2 separate regions of the Mus musculus genome follow, and region 2 is linked to region 1. A link is a contact called in public targeted proximity ligation data. All regions are on one chromosome and are shown on one strand. The core of a region is the stretch at or near the end of the contact, and the rest is flanking DNA. Distances in the headings are between cores, read along the strand shown.

Region 1 (4,514 bases), core at 1,424-3,923:
AAGTGATCACATCGTGCCATGCCAAAGCCTGTGCGTGTGTATACACATGTGTGCATACACATACACACACACACACACACACACACACACACACACACAGAGTCCTCATGAGAACTGGGAAGCACACAGTGGGACTCCTTGAGTCCGAAGCTGTGAGTGAACATAAGAATGTGTGAGAGGGGCTGTTTTCCTGGTACCATCCTGGGCACGGCCTAATTACCCTGTCCAGGAGGGTAATTACCACTGGGACACCTCCCCCCAGCCTAGCCCACAGGGCCCCAGGGGAGGAGTCTTGAGCACCAGGCCTTCTCTTTAGAGAGAGGCTAAAGGAAGAGGTGGGCTCTAGGTTGACCAGGAGGCCCTCAGACTTGGAGTGGAGGCAGCTCTGAGGGTCTTTCAGATGAGTTATATAGGAACGGATGAGTTATATAGGAACGGATGAGTTATATAGGTAACAGACTAGCTGTTTGAGGACCCCAAATGACACCTCTCTCTCCCCCCATCAGGTCAGTGCCATTATTTAGTACCCTACTTCTTAGGCCTCAAAGCCTTTTCCCCTCAGATTTTGCCAAGAGCTAAGTCCCTCATTCCAGTCCTGATCCTAGCTCCGCCTTCCTGAGAACACAGGTGTCTCCTTCCACCAGGCCAAACTTGAGACAGTTGAAAGATTTCTGTTTGGGGGGTGAAATATTTACCCCCTTCTGCGTGAATTCCTACCCTTGCTCTCATCTCTCCAACCCCTTGTACGCTCCCTCTTCAAACTGAGCACCTCCCAGGAGTTCTGTGTCATCCGAGACCCGAGCTTAAGCCTCAACCCTTATCCAATACTTAAAAGCCCAGCACCTCACTCTGTCTTCCATGGACCGCAGCCTCTCAGAGCCCTGGCCCCAGATCCGCGATCGATGTATCCCAGCTCCCCATCTCTTATCCCCAATGCTCCACTCTGTTTCCTGCCTGGTGCTGTTGCCTGCCCTTCCTTATGTCCCCAGCCAGAGCCCCCTGGCCCTCACCCACGCGGAAGCCAGAACCGGTGAGCGTGTCGGTGCTGTGGCCGTTCTCTCCGATGAGCGTCATGTTGGAGCCCTGCTGACAGCTGTCCCGACACTGGCCCTTCAGACAGGTCCGCTTGCAGATCACTGGCGCAAAGACCACCTTGAAGCGTTCGCGGGCCAGCGCCCCGCCCCCGCCTGTGCCCCGCTCGCCGGCCGGCCCACCCTCGGCCCCGCCGCCGGGGCCCAGCAGCGCCAGCAGGAGTAGTGCCAGCAGCCCCAATGCCCCGGCCTGGCGCATCGCAGGGGCCAGGCCGTGGGCAGCCCCTCGGGGCCCGGGCATCCGGGGCCGCACGACCCTCGGAGATTGGAGGTCGAGCCCGAGCAGGGGATCGAGTGTTGGTAGCAGAGGGCAGAGCGGGGCGAGAAGCCAAGGGTAGGGAGGGGACAGCAGGAGCGGCCGGGATCCCCGTTGCGAGGGAGAGCGATGGAAGCTGCACTGAGGGTAGAGCGAAGAAACTTCCCTGGCCGGGAGAAACCCAGCCAGGCCCCGAACTGAGGCCGCAGCGAGGAGGCCGGAGCAAGTGGAGGCGGAGAGGAGGAGCGAGGGGAGAGGAAGGCCGGGCGGCCAGCCCGCTCCGCGCCTCCCCCTGGCCGGGCTCCTCTCCCGCGGCCGCCGGGAAGCAGGGAGCGCGCGGGGAGGACGCAGGGAGAAGTGAGCAGTTGTTTTCCCTGGCTGGAGCGCGCCGGCGGCGAGGGGGGCTGGGACGCTGGCCCGGGGCCAGGGAGACAATTTTTTTTTCTCCTCTCTCTTTTTCCTTCTGGTTCAAGCGTCTTTCGCTGCTGCCCGGAGAAGCGACGATGTGCGGCAGGGAGGGCGCCGGTTGGAGTGGGGGCAGCCCCCTAGGTGCCCGCCCCGCGCAGGAACCGACCTGGGTTCTTTCCAGAAGAATCCTCACCTGGGGACTCCGCCAGATTCCTCCGGGCGGGGTGCAGAGGCCTGTGCACACCTCCCCCGCCCAACTACTTTTCCACCTGGTCAAAATGGGGAAACCGAGGCAGATGGTCCTTGCTTGGAGGATCAGAGGTCTGTTAACTTTTGCCCATTGGCCTTTGTACATGTAGGGGTTCTCGAAGCCCTGAAGTCATGGGTCCTTATTCCTGGTCCTGTCTTCTCTCGAAGGAAAGGATTTAAGCAGGAGAGAGCACCTTCTGGCCAGGGTTTACTGGCCGGGGAGAACCCTGTGGCCTCAAGAAGAAGAGCAGAAAGAACAAAGCTAGAAACCTGGCTTCCCTGCCAATGTTCCCCCCCCCCCCCCCGCTCCTTAGAGGGCTTCCTGGTGCCCACCCTGCCACCTCCCCCCTTCCCCTCGTCTGGCCTGGCTGGCGGCGCTGGCTCTGGGCCTCAGACACTCTGGAATCGCCAAGGTCTGAGCTCAGGGCCTGGCCCCCTTCCCAGGCTAACAGCCGGAGAAGGGAGTGCTACTTGAGTGCTCAGGGGGCTGGGGAGAAGCCCAGCAGGGCCCTGGGGCAGGGGTTGACAGGGGGGTGGGGAAGGGTCTTGAATTTGCTCAAGGCTGTAGAAGAGCTAGACTTACTCACTGGTCTGAAAGGGGAGGCTGTGGTGTCCCGGATCTGGACAATACTGTGAGAACGTGCTAGGAAGCCCCAGGATCCAGTGTCTGACTCAAAAGAACTTAGTAGGGCTAAGGGTGACCAGGGTCAGAACCATGCCAAGTCTGGTTCATGCCAGGCCCTCTCCAGGGGAATCAGGGGGTGGTAATCTGATGGGAAGAGGGGGTTGGGCTCGGCTTTAGGCACACCTTTCCAAAGAGCTAATGGTGGTTTTTTTTGTTTTTTGGTTTTTTTTTTTTTTTTACTTTAAGGCTGAGTTTATTTGGGTAGCTTCGGAGGGACTGAGGGAGGCCATTTGATGAGTTCTGCTTGAATTGCTCAGTAGCTCAGGCGCTGCTCAGTACAGCCTACTGCTGCAATGCTGGCAGGGGGTGACCTCTGTGTCCCAAGAGGATTCCTTGCTGCTAGAATCTAGGAGGACTTGGGAGGGGGGACCCCTCCCCCTGCTCTAGTAACACTGTTGCAACAGTAACACTGAATACTTTCCACCTGGCAGGAGTGGTGCTGAGCGCTCTTACATTCATTTTTTCCTTTGAACTGGTGTAAACCTGACCCTCCCCTGTGCAGAGTAGGCAGAGGCTCACCTTGGAACAAGGCGCTGTCAAACAGTCCAGGCTTGGAATCTCGTGCTCTCCAAGCCTTGGAATTCTTGCCCATGGAATGAGATCTAGTCACCCAACTGTGAAACAAAAGGAGTGGTGGGCTGTGGGGGTCTGGGACAGCTTCCTTCAAACACGCTTTTCCATAGTGAAGGGAAGTAATGAGGGGAGCCTTGGGGCATGCTGGGAAGCCGAGAAAGGTGAAAAGGACTGCAATGAGTCTTGCAGAGTCAAGAGTGAGAAAACAAACAAACAAACAAACTTCCAAACCAAAAAAAAAAAAAAAACCGCTGTCCTTTCCAAGTCAGAGGAAAAGCCAGGCGAGCAACACGGTGGGAAGGGCAGAGGGCAGTGCAGCTGTGGTCTGAGTGGGTATGTAAGTCACTGTGAGGAATTTGGATCAGCGGGCACTGTATCAGGGCCGATGAGGATCTGCCCACCGCACACCTCTTGGAAGGATGTGGCTGTTTGATTTGGGACTGTGGAAAGTCGCGCCATTGTGAAGTAAATGATACAGAGAAGCAGGTGATGTGGTCTCAGGGTTTGGCTTCATCCCCTGGCAGGTGAGAGAAAAAGACAGGAGAGGGACACTATGGAGGTCCCTTTCAAGTCTTCTGAGCAGAGACACCTGAGCCCATGACAGACTGGAACATAGGCTCATTCCTGAGCACACAGGGAATGTTACTCTGTGGGAAAGGTGACTCAGTAGTTCACGAGAAGGGCCCACAGAAACAGGCAAGCTGCCATTCTTGTGCACCAGGGAGGAGAGATAGTTATCCCAGAGACCCAGTAGGGGCGTCAGAGTGACATGAAAGGAACTTGATGTGGAAAAGCCAAAAGGAACATTCTAGAAGGAGTATATGACCAGCAGCATGTGTTGCTGTGAGTGGGAGTGGAGACAACCCTTGTCTTGGGCTGCTGCAGGGACTCAGGGTCAGGAAGGAGCAATGAGTCCAGCTTAGATCGTCTGGCAGTGACTGTCCACAGATGTGATCTTTGGTAGACTCCTTAGGCTCTCAGGGCCTCAGCAAGGAGTGGCTGGTACCCTTCAGGCTGGTGAGTTAAGCAGGGTGGAGAGACTGTCTAGGAAAGACACCCCCTCCTGCTGTACTCACAGACTAATATCGGAGGGAAGACCTTACTCATCACCATTGAGGAGACTATGAGAAAAGCCTTTATATGCCCAGGCTAACTGAAGAGAACCCTGGACCTGAAGCTGCAGGGCGGGGGGGGGGGGGGGGGCGGGGGACGGACCTCAGACAACTGTGGGCCCTCAACAGACCCCTGAGTC
Region 2 (4,514 bases), core at 517-3,016, 100 kb before region 1:
GCCTAAGCACCTCAAAGTCAGAAAAGACTGACTCCACAGGCTAGGCCCGCCACAGGGAGCCCCTCCCTCCCTCCTGCTTTCATAGCCGCCTCCTGGCATTCTAGAACATTTTAACAAGCAACTCCCTGTTCTTGCAGGCAGTCACCGCCACCCACCACCGACACTTGGAACTGATGCCAGGCGGACATAGTGGTAATGTAATCCCAGCACTAAAAAGGTTGAGGCAGGAGGATGAGCCAAGAAGTACAGGCCAGTATGAGACAAAATGAGACCCTTTCTGGAATTAAAAAGAAAGAAAGATAAATAAAAGGCTGATTAGGTTAGCCCTTGGAGAAGGGTGAGGCGCAGGAATCTACGTGGCATAAGAACCGGTGAGCAAGCCAGCACTTGCCACATAATCACCCTCTGTGCTGGTCACATGAGAGAGAGAGTCACCAGTTTTCCGGGAACGGGAGGGTGCAGTCTAGGCCGGGCCTTGCTTGCAGATTCCATATGCTAGAGGCCGGAAAACAACCCCCTCCTTCCCTCCTCCGGGTTGCTAAGGGAGCCTGTTGTCACTGGGTGGTTTTGTTTGTAGAGTGGGTGTCGAGCCTGGGAGGAGACTTCCGGGCAGTTAATTCTGCCAGCTGCCTTTTTCATTCTGCGTGCTTGAACCAGCTTTTTTATTTTGGGGAGTATGGGGGGGGGGGGATGTGGAGGCAGGTGGCAGAAGAGCTGAGTAGATGCTTCATGGCGGGGTGGGGTGGGGGTGGGGGGTTGTCAGACTGTCCGAGCTCCTCACTGACATGGGCGGTGACAATTCCCCTTTTCAAAACCCTCACTAAGCCCTTGTTTGTGGACAACGTTTGCTTTTGGACCTGTGCTGGACCCCACCCCAAGTAGACAGCCAGCCTGGCTCCCCCAGTGGTCATTAAACCCACGCCTTGAACTCCACCATACACTGTCGCAGAGAAATGCAGCTTAAAAATATTTTTTCTCACTATACCACACCCAAAAGCAAAAATGTTTTCTAAAATCACTTAACTGTACTGGGCGCTCTTCAACCATAAACATTACATACACACATTCATTCTATATGCATGTGTACCATACAAAAGTCTTGCTTTATCATAGCTTGCAACCACCTTTCCCGCAATTTAATTAACCTTAGACGCAATTAAGCATTCCACCCAAGCTGCTGGGATAGTTCTTCCCCACCCCCACCCTGCTGCTGCCCGCACTGACGTCACCCTGCGAGCAGGCGGCGGCAACGCCCGAGAAGTCACGCGCCCGGTCCCGCCCCAACCCCCCCACCCCTACCGCCTGACGCGCCACCGCAGAGATCCCTCCGCCACCGAGTGGAATTTTCCAGGCTTTCTGCCGGCCCTACTTTCGGACCTCGTCGGGGCGTGGTGACCTGAGGCGACCCGTGTACTTTTCCTTCAGCGCTGACATTCGGTGTGACCCTCTTCCCCAACAGCTGACCCTACCCTTCAGCAGCAAAGGGGACTTACTTATCCCCGGTGGTGTTCACCGCCCAAATATCATCTTTGGATATGCCCTTCATCCTGTGACGCACCGCTAGGAGCAGAAAAGGATCATTGAGCAATCTGAGGGAGTGGCGGTTGACGGAGGCCATGACCCGCCCCTCGTGGGCTCCTTTGGCTCTGTGGCTAGGTCGGGGAGGAACTTTTTTTTAAGTGCCCGTGGAGGAATCGTTCCGTTTAGCAGTGTTTGGGTGACGCGACACAAGAGTATAAAAGCAAAAGTTGTAACCTCCACCTGTAGGAGTTAGTGACAAGGAGGGCTCGCTCTTGGGGCTAGTGGTGGGGAGGCAGTGGCCAGTTCAGGGCTCAGATGAGAGAGGTGGCAGAATTAGAGGCAGCCACTAGGATGGGGGTGCGAGGAGAAGCGGGGCTAAGTATAAAGGAGACTAGATTTTGGGACAGTGGACGTGTGGAAGGCAGCTTCCAAAGCGCCTTTAACAATCCACAAAGAACCAGCAGCTTTCAAGACCAGGCTATCCCTGCTGTCTGCTGGCACTTGACGTCCAGGAGGGCACAAGTTTCACAGGCCTACATGGGGGCAGTGTCCTAACTTGAGTGGCAGAGCAGCAGTTGATGGAGACGGGTGGACTGGGGGCCCTTGAAGGCCCCGGAAATCATAGAGGACAGGCAGTGGGGCAGGACTAGGTGCGTAGTGGAGGTCGCCTTTGATCTTGACAAAACCAGCAGACCCCTTTTTTTCCAGATAAGGGGTTGTGAACCCACCTGGGGATGAGGCCTGGTCTTATGGAAGGTGGACTTAGCTTCGCTGGGCGGACAGCTCTGGCCCAGGGTGGTATGTAATTTGGGTGTGGCCTGTCTGCACCCACTTCGGGGTGCGAGGGGAGGCCGGAGGAGGCTGCAGAGACAAGTTGTTTTTACTGTCAGGTCTGCCAGGCGGGGACCATGGAGATTGAAGGCGCAAGTCTTGGGGCCACATTAATCACAACTTTATTTTTCAGATAGCAGTGCCCTCTCTGGACTTTGCCTAGGTTCCGTGCTTCCTCTTCTGTGGTCTCACTCTTCCCTACTCTTGCCCCTCACTCTGAGGTTAAGGGGTCACTTAAAACCTTGCCCCTGGGTCGTCCGGTAAGCCTGTGGAGGATGTAGAGTCGGTGCTGGAGTCTTGGGCACGGCATTTTGGTAAAGGTGGAGGACACCCTGACTGGGCGGGGAGGGATGGTGTTGATTCACAGAGGGCGGGACGTGAGTGTGGACCCTGGGGTGGGCTCACAGCCATGTTTCCGGTCACCCAAATGCTTCATGGACGTGGTTTATCACTATAGTGTTCACCATGGCAAGCAGATGGCACCAGGAGATATGGAGCCCCTGCCAGTGTGAGTCGTAGCAGTGCAGGAGGGCTCACCCTGGAGGAGACAGCGGCCTCGGTTGACGCCTACACAGTGAATTCCAGAGGCTTAGGAAGCGCGTCCCTGCCCTGGGTCCAGGCCTTTCTCAGGAAGCCCTGTGCTCAGGAGGCCATCGTTGAAGTCAGCTTGTAGGGGGTGGGCAGGTGCTTCCAGCCGGAGGGGCCGTCGGCTGTGAATGTTCCAGATGAATGTCTTGTTCTGGGAGCATCATTCTTTGCGGATGCATGAATGGCAGCAGGCACCCTTTTTCATGGGGGTAGAGGCGTTCGACTGCTGCATCTTCTAAACAAGCCTCCATCCAGCCTTTGTAGTTCTGTGCTGCGAACTTGGCCTCGAGAAGATTGCGTAAGGTGTAGGACACTTTAACGTCTGCGCAGCGTGCTGCACTGTAGATCGGGACCCCAGTGACCTCGCCCACCTTCCCTGCTTCTGCAGCCTGCCTGCCTCTGCATTGGTCAGAGGGATTCTTAACTGAAAACTTGTGGGTGTTGGGGAAAGCTGTTGGGTTGTAAATGACTGGTGTGGAGGAATCTTCCTTAGATGGAGCTGGTTGTAAAATGGGTAGGGTTTGTGGTTTAACAGTGGGAAGGCGCAAGTTAGCCACAAATTCTGCCGACTTGGTAGATGCCGTATCTAATTTGGGCTTTGGGACGTCTTCTGGACTAAAAGGGATCCGTGGGCCCGAAGTGGTCCCTGGGAATGGTCTCTCCCAGGGTGTGGATTTGATACTGGGTGGTTGAGTGGCAACAGTGGTTCTGGCCCCTTTTGTTCATTAGCTTTTATGACTTAGGGCCTGGCTGTGTATACCAGGCTGGCCTGGGTTCACAGCCCTGCTCAGATGACAGTGTCCTGAAACAATGGCCTTCCAAGGTGAAACCTGAGTTATGGATCAAGCTTGGGAATAATACTTTTGGCACCAGATATGGGACTTGTGGGAGAAAGCAGGGCTCAGCTTGGCATTGGTGGGTTGAAGGAGTCGGGGTGCGGGTGAGGATTGTGCCTGGAACCGTGGGTTGATGGGAATAACAGTTTGGGAACTAAATAGTTCACATGAAAATCTAAAGGCTGATGGTAAATCCCTGCAGGTGGCACTACTTTGAGATGCAGTTGCTTGGAAAATACCAAAATCCTACAAGGGGAAGAGCAAAATTGTTTTGCTTCACTGTTGAATGGGGAAGGGTGACATTGAAAAGCTTTTCTTAGTTGCTCAATAGATGGTTGTCACTACCCTGACCTAGGCAGGCCACAGGGGTGGAGCCTGGTGGGGGGAAGCTGATTGCCAAGAAGTGAAGCTGGGGAGGGGCTTGTAAACGCCTCCCGTTGTGGGCTCTGAAACCATAGTATGGGGAGGTTGGCAGACTCTTCTGGGTCTCTATTGAAATTCTGTCATACTGTGTGATTAAGAATTCCAATGCTGCTATCTAAAGGAATTTCATATGGGAGTCATGCCTTATACAACACATACAGGAATTTAATGTGTGAGCCATGCCTTCAAAACACATCTTGAATTTCTGGAATTGGCCAGAAGACAACAGGGTTTGCTTATTTAACCTTTCAAATCAGTCATTGTGACAAGGGGACAGGGTCTTGCGCTTGCTATGAGATCATTGTGATGCTTGTA

The links.
Region 2: a contact with region 1 is called in a targeted proximity ligation map of extraembryonic endoderm stem cells. A contact is called at or near these places in 1 of 39 promoter capture datasets (cranial neural crest), 5 of 484 Hi-C or Micro-C datasets (B cells, the C2C12 cell line, embryonic stem cells and 2 more), 16 of 130 datasets of targeted methods (the HPC-7 cell line, the SCID.adh cell line, SST interneurons and 12 more) and 2 of 9 other capture datasets (adipose tissue and liver).

The regions. Positions count from the first base shown.
Region 1 is chr19:5,739,059-5,743,572 of GRCm38.p6, reverse strand. Ltbp3 (latent transforming growth factor beta binding protein 3) reads right to left here and starts at 2,673. Exons shown (of 28, transcript NM_008520.3): 1 at 2,588-2,673; 2 at 1,011-2,238. The coding sequence starts at 1,332.
Region 2 is chr19:5,842,730-5,847,243 of GRCm38.p6, reverse strand. Neat1 (nuclear paraspeckle assembly transcript 1 (non-protein coding)) reads left to right here and starts at 1,766. Exons shown (of 1, transcript NR_131212.1): 1 at 1,766-4,514.